Regions from separate parts of the Zea mays genome. Here region 1 is linked to region 2. Evidence: chromatin contacts called from public Hi-C data. All regions are on one chromosome and are shown on one strand. The core of a region is the stretch at or near the end of the contact, and the rest is flanking DNA. Distances in the headings are between cores, read along the strand shown.

The links. A called contact is a pair of places that touch in the nucleus more often than the background predicts.
Region 1: a contact with region 2 is called in a Hi-C map of leaf, with 2.0 times the contacts expected there. The contact joins the promoter of LOC103650540 here to the enhancer-like site in region 2. A contact is called at or near these places in 9 of 25 Hi-C or Micro-C datasets (bundle sheath, ear, leaf and 2 more).

What each region holds. Positions count from the first base shown.
Region 1 is chr3:129,231,391-129,237,718 of Zm-B73-REFERENCE-NAM-5.0, reverse strand. LOC103650540 (nuclear export mediator factor NEMF) reads left to right here and starts at 4,611. Exons shown (of 14, transcript XM_008676116.4): 1 at 4,611-5,001; 2 at 5,676-5,788; 3 at 5,889-5,985; 4 at 6,093-6,217. The coding sequence starts at 4,897. LOC103650541 reads right to left here and starts at 2,079. Exons shown (of 4, transcript XM_035966305.1): 1 at 942-2,079; 2 at 787-859; 3 at 173-713. The coding sequence starts at 1,076.
Region 2 is chr3:129,074,781-129,080,577 of Zm-B73-REFERENCE-NAM-5.0, reverse strand. No RefSeq gene overlaps it. Among protein-coding and RNA genes, the nearest start is that of LOC103650538, 36 kb to the right of the region's middle. Within about 2 kb of position 3,232, at least 18 of the 20 cell types and tissues checked have an H3K27ac peak or open chromatin away from gene starts, as enhancers often do. A contact at or near this core is called in bundle sheath, ear, leaf and 1 more, where this site is marked.

The sequences.
Region 1 (6,328 bases), core at 3,362-5,861, 160 kb before region 2:
GTTGTTAAAAACAGTTGTTAAGAAAAATACCTGTAAGCCTATCTCTTCATCGCCACATTCACCTCACATCACATGATAGTAGTGAGCGCTCTACAAGCACTGTGGAGAAAAATAATCAGCAAAATCATATAAACAACCTTCAATTGCATACAAACTAAGAATTAGAACTTACCTAATTTTCCTCTTCAACCAAAGTAATCTAGCATTGTGGTTTTTTGACTTCATAAACACCTCTCGGTTTATCGCAGATTCAAAGACCTCCATTGCATATGATCTATCCTCATCTGTGAACCCATCAATTCTATCCAACTTGTCTAGACACTTTTCCATAGACACTTCTTCAATACCTTCGAGCGTTTTGGATGTGGCACTCCTCTTAAAATCCACAAAACTTTCAATGGCTGCTCCAATTTGGCTTTGCTTGCGCTTTCTCCCATTTCCACCTTCTACATGTCTTGATTGAGCTTCATTTGATATTTCTTGGAAATCCATGGAGAATGGGTTTGTGTGGGGGTGCAAGGGAGAGTGGCTTTGTTCAGAGGTACTCCTGTTCGAATGAGCAGTAGCAGAAGCGAAAGCTGTAGCAAGAGGTCCACTAGGAGGGGCAGCAAGTGGGCCACCAGGAGGGGCAGTAAGAGGACGAACAGGAATGAAAGAAGGAGGTGGCATTTGCTGAGTGGATGTGAAATTCAAATCTCCAGTAGCCACACTACCTAAAAAGAGAGAAGATGAGTAAAAATACATTCTGATAAGTAGTAAAAAGATAGAAGTTATGAGTTAAAATACCTTCGTGCAGGGCTTCCAAAGAGTAGTACAATGGAAATGGCTTCTTTTGGTACTTCGCTACCTTTGGGTGAGCCTATATGTGCAAGATGAAATCACAAATGAGCTTACATGTGCAATATTAAGAAAACATATTAAATATTGAGGAAATGACTTACAAGGATGAGCTTTTCCCAAAGTTCTGGCTCGGCCACTATCATACATAGGGAATCATTCCAACCCACCCCACTTTCTTTCCTTGAATCTCTTACTGCCTTGTAATGAGATTTAAGCTCCTTATCTTTGTCTTGCATTTGTTGTTTGGAGTAATGGGCAAGAGGATACCTCTCATTGAACTTGTTTGTGATACTGTTTCATCCCTCAGCAGTCCAACCATTTTGACTTTTGAACTTTGGGTTGTCCTTATGTTCAAGGAGCACATCAACCAGACCTTTCTCATACACTGTGTTCCAAGCTGCCCTAGAAACATTCTTTGCCATGGCTATATTTCCCAACAAAACATAGTAAACATAAGGCTTTACTACTACATAATAAAACATAAGACTTTACTACTACATAATAAAACATAAGTCTTTATTACTGTATAATAAATATAAGAGAACCTAAACTAACTATTGTAGGTAGCCCACATTTGGAGAGCAATCTGATCTCTCAGGTTGCTTCCATCACTTGAGTCCATATCATTGGGGTAGTTGTTGTCTCCCTCTGGGACTTCAACATACTGGCTTGGAGATATATGATCTGCTTGGTGGTCAAGCCAACCTTCATCACCATTTTGCCCTCTAATTATGTTGTGAAAATCAACAGCTGCTGCTGCTATCTTAATTTGATTTTGGATAGGATGAAATGTGCCTACTTTGAGAATTGGAAACCTTTTCTTCAAAACACCAATGGCTCTTTCGATGTGGTTGCGAAGAATAGCATGACGATGGTTGAATAGCTCTTTGTAGTTCACATAACTAGCTTGTGAAGAACGACGCCTTCTAAACTCGCTGAGGTGATACCTAACTCCTCGGTATGGGGCAATAAAGGATGATGTATTTGCATACCCACCATCCACAAGATAAAATTTTCCTTCTGGCACAGTAAACCCTTTACTGATAGCGGATCGAAGGACCCCTGCATCTGAGGCCGAGCCTTCCCACCCACATGAAATAAATATAAAATTCAGATCGAAGTCACATGCCAACATCACATTTTGTGAAAGTGACCCTTTCCTATTTCGGTAAGGAGGAGCCTTATCTTCTGCAATGGTGATAGGTACATGGGTTCCGTCAATTGCTCCAATGCAATTCTGTATAAAAAGGAGAGGAAGTTTAGGGCATGTTAAAGGGAAAAACTAAGGAAATCATGTTTACTATTGATAGGTCACCTGAAAAAGGGCATGAACCTAGAATCTGTTATAATTTTTGGATGTGTCTGAATAGAATTGGGAAGCTTCACGAACCGCTGAGTTAGAGTGGGAACTATATCGAAAACTTCTGATATTTTTCGACGGATAGTCTCTCCACTATGTTGGAAAGCCTTTTGAAGCATTTGGTTACTGGTATTGTGGGAGATCATATACATGAACATCCCAAGCTGCTCTTCGACTTTAACTCCTCGTGTGTCACGTAACAAACCCTCTCTTCTAAGGAAATCTGATGTGGCTCTAAATATTTCTGGTTCCATTCGAAACTCGGACTTGCACCAACTCTCATGCCCTTCAAGAATCTCCTTAACCTTCTGGGCACCAGAGAGAGAGGAGGTATGGATAGACCTTTTCTCTTCAAAGAGGAATGGAAGTATAGCAGGGAGAAGAATAAAGAAAAACTCCTCATCGTCTTCTTCTTCCTCCAACAAAAACTGTCTAGCTAGCTCTTCCCAAGAACCCATATCTGAAGATTATTTGAACATGAGTCACATGACACTATGCAAGTTTCAGTACACCAATGACAACACATAAGCAACACATAAGAATCTTTTAATAACCACAACAAAAAATAAGAAGACACTTATTTGTGACGAAAAACAAAAATATCTTCGAACGAAGAACCACACAAACATTGTTTTTCCTTAGATTTATAGTTTTAGTTAATGCCTCTTTGTTATTAAAATCAAAATTACATATTATATTTATATAATTCAGAATGAACCAAAGCTACAATTATCACTTGAAAATATATAATTATCAAAATCAAAAGTACTAGCATCAGCACAAAAACAAACAAATCAAATGAAGATATTCCATAGTTCTATATGCTCAGGGACAGCAACAACAACAAAGATAGCCTAGGACGCTTTCCCACTGGTTTGCAGTCAAAGAACATGAGAAATAATCAATTAAATTCAAGAGTGAAGGAACAGTTGGTTACCTTAGGTAGCTTATCTATTCAAGGATGATAATTCAGTTATCCTGGACCAACAACCTGTCACATAACATGAAAGGAACTTAGAAAATACCAGAAAAGCAATTCAGTTCAGTTAAACTGCATTGGAGTGTCACATAACAGGAAATCAGTTCAGTTCAGTTAATCTATTAGCTCCGGATACGTTATTATGAACCACACTTAATAATGAAATTACAAGCGCACAGAACTGAGAAACTATGATCATCTCTTATCTCTTAGATAAAAAATATGTAAAGAAACTGAGGTAAACATGAGCTGCCTGTAAAAGTTGTTTTTTACTGGTGGTTCTATTAGCCACTACAAACTTAATTTACCACACTATTCCAATGAAGACCAGAAACACATATATGGCCGGAAGGTACATGAAGACCATTTAAATCTGGGATCATTCGAACACACAATGGGTACAGATGAAAGGATTACGCGGTCGTCTCCTAGGAAAAAATACAAGGGAGAAAAATAAAGCTGGCCAGATTATAATCCATATAGAACATGTGGAAAATGTATATCCTATCTATCCCGTGTCTTGGCTCACACACAATCAAATTCAGAGTATCAAACCATATAATTATTTGCGCCCATTTCAGCTTTCACATCAAAGCATAAAGAATCAACAAAATAAATTCAGATTGCATACATACAAGAATAAAGCATAGTTAAGGAGGAAAACAAGAAATAACCGATCTAACTTATCTGTGCCGCCTCACTGCTAGTACTAAACCTATTGATCTTGGCATGTGACTTTTTATTACAAAATATCTCTAGATTAATTTTACCGTGGATTGTATGTATTAACTCGGCCACAACACTGCTATTAAAAATTGCTGGATCGTAGCAGGAATTTATAATAATCTTGGCATGTGACGCTAGTAGAGGGAAGCATAGTTAATATCCCTGGATTGGAGGAGGCAGATCTTGGAGGAGGCTGATTATAATACCTCACTGCTAGTACCGAGCGGAACTTGAAAGAGAGCAGAGGAGATGACAGAGCATGTGTGAGTAGAGGAAGAACGTAGGGAGAACGCAGATGAGAGCACAAACCCTAGACCACGTCGTCTGTGGAGGAGGGAGCAGTCGAGACCGCGTCGAGGGAGGGAGGACTGGGGATGACTGCGGCGGCGTTGTGGACGACGACAGAGTGGACGGAGGCAGCAGAGGAAGTCCGACTCGCGTCACCGTGCCAGCGTCGCTCGCGCCGCCTCCCCCTCGTATGCGGGGAAAGCTGTCCGGCCTCGCGGCTGGTGGAAAGCTGCCCCGGGTATTTTGGTCGGGTCGAGGGAGAACGGGCCCGACAGATTGGCTTCCAAATAGGCCGGAAATTTTCCCTGGGCGCTATTTTCACGCGTGCTTCGCTCCCCCGGAAAAGGCCGGGTTCCCTTCCGGAAATCTGACTGCCAAACTAGTCCTTAATGACACAGTTAAAACGAGGAATATAACGGATACGCGACCTGCGGCCCACCTCAGTAACAAAACGGGCCGAAGATAATGATCCACGGACCACGGACCGGCCCATCTCGTCCTAGCGGCGGCGGCGGCGGCGTCCTTCACCGCTCCAGGTCCAGGTGGGCGGCCGCGACCAGAGTCGTGCCCGAGCCCGACTCGAGCCGACGAGGAGAGAGCTCAGGAGGCGGCGGAGAGAAGGGAGAAAATCCCCGGTAGGGAGGGGGGAAGGAAGCCAAAGGCCCAAAGGTCTCGGCGCTGCCGTAGTACCGGCTGAGGCAAGATGGTGAAGGCACGAATGACGACGACGGACGTGGCGGCGGAGGTGAAGTGCCTCCGCCGCCTCATCGGCATGCGCCTAGCCAACGTCTACGACATCACCCCCAAGGTTAATCGGGTCCCCGTCCCCTGCCTTCCCTGCCCCGCCTGCCGCGAACCCTAGTCACTGCCCCGCTTGGGCGCAGGTTGGATGGGAAGGGGCCACTCCTTGACACCCCCGCGCCGCCGCCCGCGATCGGTAGAGGCGTGGCGCACGAAGCGAATCTGTAATTCTGTACTGGATTTCGGTCTGCTCGACCAGTGGTGCTGCCACCTAGCAGACTTTATCGTGAGCCCAGGGCATAGAGAACTTCGTAGTTTAATGTCCCGTATGCTATGGGATTTTGCTTGTGTTGTTTTTCAGTAGCTGATGTAGCCTGTGCTTACATGTAAAATTCGACATAATCAATAGATAACGCTATGAACTGGCTCGCTGAGGCTGTCGATGCACATTTTAGGTGCAGTTTTGTGGGATACAAGATCCTTGTGTTTCGCTTCAATAGTATGTTGTCAGGATCAACCAGGTGGTTCTTGCCTTTTGATCTGTTCTGAGTTCTGAGTAAAGCATAGCTGCCTGAATTCTTTGGGTCATTAATAAAAAGTATTGTATTACCAGTACATCATACAAACAGATCATGTTGTTCTTGGCAGTCTTATATCGTATTTGTGTTTTACTATATACATGACGATACTTGTACAGAACTACAGATGTAATTTTAGTAGCATCTTTCTGCATTTGGACAGACATACCTTTTCAAGCTGATGAACAGCAGTGGGATTACTGAATCAGGGGAAAGCGAGAAGGTCTTGTTGCTCATGGAGAGTGGTGTCAGGTTCCACACCACCCAATACGTTCGGTGAGCTTCAGATTCTACTCACTGCCCTGATTGATGTTTGCTTCATCACCCTGTTCTGTAACATTAATGTCTAGACCCTTGTGTGTATGCATTTCTGCAGTGACAAGAGTACCACCCCTTCAGGTTTCACTCTGAAACTACGAAAGCACATTCGTAACAAGAGACTTGAAGATGTCCGTATGCTCGGATATGACAGGGTATTGTTCCAGTTTTGCTTTCTCTCAGATAAGCATTTCATGTCAGCAGCTTTGTATTGTTGTTCGTTGGCCATTTAATTGTTCCCATTTTTTGTTTGTTTGTGCAGATTATCCTTTTCCAATTTGGGCTTGGTAGTAATGCACATTTCATAATTTTAGAGCTATATGCACAAGGAAACATTCTTCTCACGGATTCAGAATACACAGTATTGACACTACTCCGTTCTCACAGGTTGTTGCCTGATTGATAAATTTTCTTAGCATGTACTACCATTGCTGCAGCAGTATTGACTAATAAGGACAAGAAAATATCAGAGTTAACATGCAATGCAAGGATGCTCTT
Region 2 (5,797 bases), core at 1,983-4,482:
CCTAAACCACATATATACCACTAATGTATTAATGAAATCAAATTAAACAGTAACACTAATCAAACACACAAATCAAACAAACATAATTATAAATATATACTAATCATACATAGAAATTAAACAAACATAATTACAAATATGTAATAATCACACACATAAATCAAACAAATATATATACAAATATGCACTAATTTCGGCGGGGAATTAAATAAAGACCGCCGAAAATATGAAATAAAATACGAAAAAATAACCTATGGATGGTGACGCGACGGTGGAGTACGTGGTAGGATCCGGTGGCGACGGCGAGCGGCGCTGGCGGCGTCGGACGACCGGGACGAGGCTGCCGCGCGGGCAAGGGCGAGCGCGGCTGGGGCTCGTCGGGGCAGCGGCAGCGCGCAGGGGAAGCCTGTCGGGGCGGCGGCCGCGGCAGCGCGCGCGCAGGGAACGCGGCGGCTGGCGGCGGGACGCGCCGGGCGGGGCGGCGGCCGGAGGCAGCGCTCGCTGGCGGCGGGCGCGCGCGCAGGAAAGCCGGCGGCGGCTGGCGGCGGGCGCGCGCGCAGGAAAGCCGGCGGCGGCTGGCGGCGGGCGCGCGCGCAGGGAACGCGGCGGCTGGCGGCGGGACGCGCCGGGCGGGGCGGCGGCCGGAGGCAGCGCTCGCTGGCGGCGGGCGCGCGCGCAGGAAAGCCGGCGGCGGCTGGCGGCGGGCGCGCGCGCAGGAAAGCCGGCGGCGGCTGGCGGCGGGCGCGCGCAGGAAAGCTGGCGGCGCGCTGGCGGCTCTGGCGGCGCGCGGAAGACAGAGGCTGCGCGCGTGAGGAGAGAAAGAGAGAGAAGAGAGAAGCGTGTCCGTTATTATAGCCGTATTTTCGGCGGCCAAGGCTCGGGCCGCCGAAAATAGCCTTATTTTCGACGGCGTCTGACACAGCCGCCGAAAATAAGGCTATTTTCGGCGACTTGAAAAAGCCGCCGAAAATACGGGCTTATTTTCGGCGGCCAGGTATAGGCCGCCGAAAATAACAACGGCCGCCGAAAGTGCCTGTAGCTGTTGTTGTGTCTGTCTTGCATACATGCAAAAAAAAAAAAGCGATATCAACGGCGACAGATATGCGCGCACGGCATACGTACGTAACTGGCGTGTGATGAATAAACATGCATGCATGCATGGTGTTCTAAGTCACCTTAGCTAGAATCAGGCCGATATTTTATATATATATATATATATATATATATATATATATATATATATATATATATATATATATATATATATATATATATACCATGATGATCAATGCAATAACCACCGTAGATTCTTTTATAAAGAGATTATATGCTGCAGCCTCTTCGACTGCACAGCAGATCGACCAACGGATTAAAAAGGGCCTTTAGAAAGAAAAAAAGAGAGAGACAGAAGGAGAAAGAAAGAAAGACAGGTCGGTCAAAGTCAACCGGCACAAGGCAGCAGCACGCGCGGGAATTATGGGACTGTGATGAACTTTGAACTTTGAAGGTAGCAACTAGCAAGCACATCGGCAGCTAGCTAAGCTTTTGTCAACGTCAACGACGCCCGCACATCACGGCCGGACCGGCCGAGCTAGTAGTAGTCCTCACCTAGTCTCCTACTCTCCTCACCGCATAGTGCTGCCACGTCAGCTGGTCAATACCGTCAACGGTGTACGCATGAGTGAGTGATTAATTAATTAGCTAGCTAAGCTTCCAAGTGATGGATGGCGTGACTAATTAGGGCTTAATTGACGGCGGCCGGTGACCTAGCTTGGAGCGTGGTGTGGTCAAATTTTTTTTTAAAAAAAAAACTGTCTCTACCTTCGCGGTCGTGCTGCTCTTTCCGCGGTGGTCGTCGCGGTCGCCGTCGCCGTGCGTACGGCCAGGAGAACGAACACGATGCTGCGCAGGTGCTCGAGTAGCTCGATCATAAGCATGGCCCGCCAAGCCCCCGTCCGGACCGGCAGCTACCGCACTTGTACCTTTTCTAAAAGCTATAAGGGCATCTCTAACAAATTCTAAAAATAAATCTTCCAGTACAGGAGAATTGAGATCTCTCTGAATGACTTAATTCCAATATATAATCGGTGGATACCGTCTGAAACGGCTGCTAAAATTTTCACGGGCTGCGGCTGTCCAAATATATATTGTGTAGAAGAAACTTTGTTGCGGCTGCGTGCGTCCACACTATGGCTTCTAGCTGCACTGTGGCATGCATTTGCAGAGCTCGTCGTCGGTTCCTCGATCTTCCTGGCCGCCGCCGTCTTGCTGCTCCACGGCCCCCGTCGCGCCCTCTACGTACGTACGTGCTAATCTACAAGGGCTGCGCCAATTAACCAGAGCTTCCCTGGCGGGGTCGCTGCCTCTCCGCCTGTTCTACCAGACCTCATCCTCAATTCCTAATCCTAGGCGACGGGCGGCCTCCTCCCACCTCCGTCTTCGGCCTCTTCCAGTGCCGCGGAGACCTCTCCGCCTCCAACTGCGCCGCCTGCAACGTACCGAAAGAAGGCGGAGCGGAGTACGGGGCCTCCATTGGGAATGGGAGTCGGGAGGGCACGGATGTTTGTGTCCTAGTTCATTTGAATGATTTAATGGATTGGAGCTGCTTTGCAAGATCGAGTGGACTAAGATTCCATGGTACCTACTTAATTTAGGGAGAGAAGAGAACAAACTAAGGTTGTATTTAGTTGACATTGGAACATTGTTGCTAACTGTAATTGTCTTAGCAAAGTGATTTTATGCATGCGTGTTAACATGCGTGGTGGAGTGGTGTTGTGTGGATTAATCTTCAATTAAGTCGCGGACTCGTGCTCGTACATAGATGCGTGTGTTAATTGATTTATGTGCAGGTGTTGTATAAGATGAAACATGGTCGGTAGCGACGACAAAACTAGTTCTCAGTATAAAGTTTAGGAAAGAACTAAGGTACGAAACTAGGTTTTGGAACTAAGTTCAGGAGGAACTAAGTTCCATAGTCGAAGATGGTGTGCAGGATGTTTTGATCGAAGTATTTGGAAGCATATCGCATTTTAGATATATTAGAAATGTCTAAAATGTGAAAAATAAAAAAAAGGTAGCTTGTTGCTTGCACGTGCATGGGCTTGCTACCTTTACGAACATGCATGCAGTGGCTTGGGCGGCTGCTGCGTCGTGCAAGGTGCACCTGAGGGTGGCCCACGAGAGGGAAATAGCTAGCGCCCGCAAGTAGGAGGTCAGCCCAGGCGCGGAGATGGACGCGCGGGAGGCCCATGGCGCGCAGCAGCTCGCGACAGCAAGGGCTTGCGGGGGGCGCTCTGCCCAGGTTGCATCACAGAGAGAGGCACGGCAACCGACCGTTGAGAAACCCTAACGAAGGGTTACATGGACAAATACCGAATATGTCCCTAAGGGTAATCACGTCTCTATATATAGAACATGTAACCCTTATATGGAATAGATATCAGAAAGAGACCAGAGGCTCAACCCTATATCCTGTGTCTCGTGTGTTTTTTCTGTCGTGCTTATGGAAATGGAGACGAGTCATCTATAGCTGACGGGAGGGAAGGGAGCGGATCTGATGATCCGTGGTAACGTAGTTCTCAACACGTTATCAGCACGCTCTACCTCGACGTTGCTGCGGGATAGGATCTGCATCAACTCTCCGTCAAGCCGGCAGGTCCTCCGGCCTAGCCGAACTGTCCTACGCGACAGTCTTCGAATCCTCTTCTACGCAGTTGAGCGTCGAGCGGTATGTCTTTAGATTGGATCAATTCTTGATCTATTCATTGGTCGCGCTCGGATGCTATGGACTAAGGGTGTCGAGTCATCAGAAGATGACCACGACGAACGCGCTCGTAACGCGGTGGCAGTGCCTCCCGTCGTGGAGGGTGCCCCCGCCCAGTTCGATCCCGAGAGAGGACGATCGAATGTCGCATGCGTATTTTTTTAAGGGACCAGTGCATTTTTTGTCGAACCGGTCTTTGTACCATGTTGTGCGTGCAGCCGCCTCCACCCCGCATGGCCGCATGCAGTGATCCTAGAGCCTTCAGCATGATGAGTGATTGTGAACCTGCAGTTGTGCCCCACGCCTAGAAGCATGCGGCTGCATGGGATCCAGATTCAGTGCCTTAGCCAAGGTAAGGCACCACGTACCTTGCCCCTCCGTATCTGCCCTCCAACAACGATCCAATGGCTCCTGTCGTGTGTAGGCAAAACAACAGAGGAGACTCCAATTAATACCGAGCCAGGACGCGGTCCTCACTCGCAGCGCGCGCAGGCACACGTTTTGCCGCGTTTCGCGCGCTTGTTCTTGCCTGCCGCGCGGGAGCCCTGTGCCGCGCCGCCCGAGAGCCCTGTGCGCCGCCGCCCTGGTACCCCTGCGCGCTCCTCGGCCCGGTGCTGCGCGTCGTCGATCCAGTAGCCCAACCCTCCAATTTCAGTAAGCTTCCCTTTCTCTTCACTGAATGCTTACCAATTTGAGATTTGAGATTTCAGTAAGCTTCCCTTTCTCTTCATGTGCTATAGTTTTTTCTGTAGCATGTCATGCATTCCATGTGCCATAGATTTCAATAAACTTCGGATTAAGGGAATGGCAGAATTTGGCAAGGGGACACCTCAAATTGGTTTGAGGTTCAAAACTCCAGATGAGGCTTGGCAGTTTTGGGTGGCATATGGGGGGCATACAGGCTTTGATGTGAGGAAAAGATACTCAAATGTCAGCAGTTATGATGGTAAGGTTACTTCATGCAGATTTGTTTGTTCCAATGAGGGCCACCGAAGAAAAGGGCAAACTGATCATGTGACCAAGTGTTTTAGAGCTGAAACAAGAACGGGCTGCACATCCCGAATGACTCTCACATTGGATCGAGGGGCAGAAAACTATGAAGTTACTGATGTTATGCTTGAACACAACCACAAGCTTCACTTGCCAGAAACCCGCCACTTGATGGCATCACAGAGGAAAATTTCAGAAGTGCAAGCCTTTGAAATTGAAACTGCAGATGATTCTGGAATCAGGCCAAAAGCTGCACATGATTTGGCTTGCCGTCAAGTAGGTGGACCACTTAATCTTAGCTACACTTGTCGTGATAGGAAAAATTATTTACAAAGCAAACAGCAGAGGGAGTTGGCTTTTGGGCAAGCCGGAAGCATGCTGAAATATTTTCATGACAAAATTTCAGAGAATCCATCATTCCAATATGCTTTGCAAGTGGATTGTGAGGAGCACATAACCAACATATTTTGGGTTGATGCAAAAATGGTTCTAGACTATGCACATTTCGGTGATGTTGTCACATTTGACACTACTTTTGGCACAAATAAAGAATATAGGCCATTTGGTGTTTTTCTTGGGCTCAATCAGTTTAGAGAAACCACTATTTTTGGTGCTGCAATTCTCTTTGATGAAACAGAAGCCTCATTTACATGGCTCTTTGAGACCTTTCTAGCTGCCCATAATTATAGGCAACCTAGAACTATTTATACTGATCAAGATGCAGCAATGGGAAAGGCAAGGGAAGCGCAAGGCGACTAAATCTGCTGTACCAACAAAAAAGGGAGCAAAGGTATACTGCAATCTTGATATTTTAATATTGATGTTGTCGCTCACTTCTGAACTAATTTGTTGCATTTTGTTGGCAACAACAAAAGAAAGAAGATGGTGCACCACCACATGTACAAGTGGAGAATAACAGCAGCAACAAAGAAGCAAATGTGGACCTCCATGAGTACAGGGTCATTGGTGATTTTACCAGGCTCCTAACATCTATGGCTAGTCATGATGAAAATTTTTATGATGAAGATCTGTTCTAGATTTGCA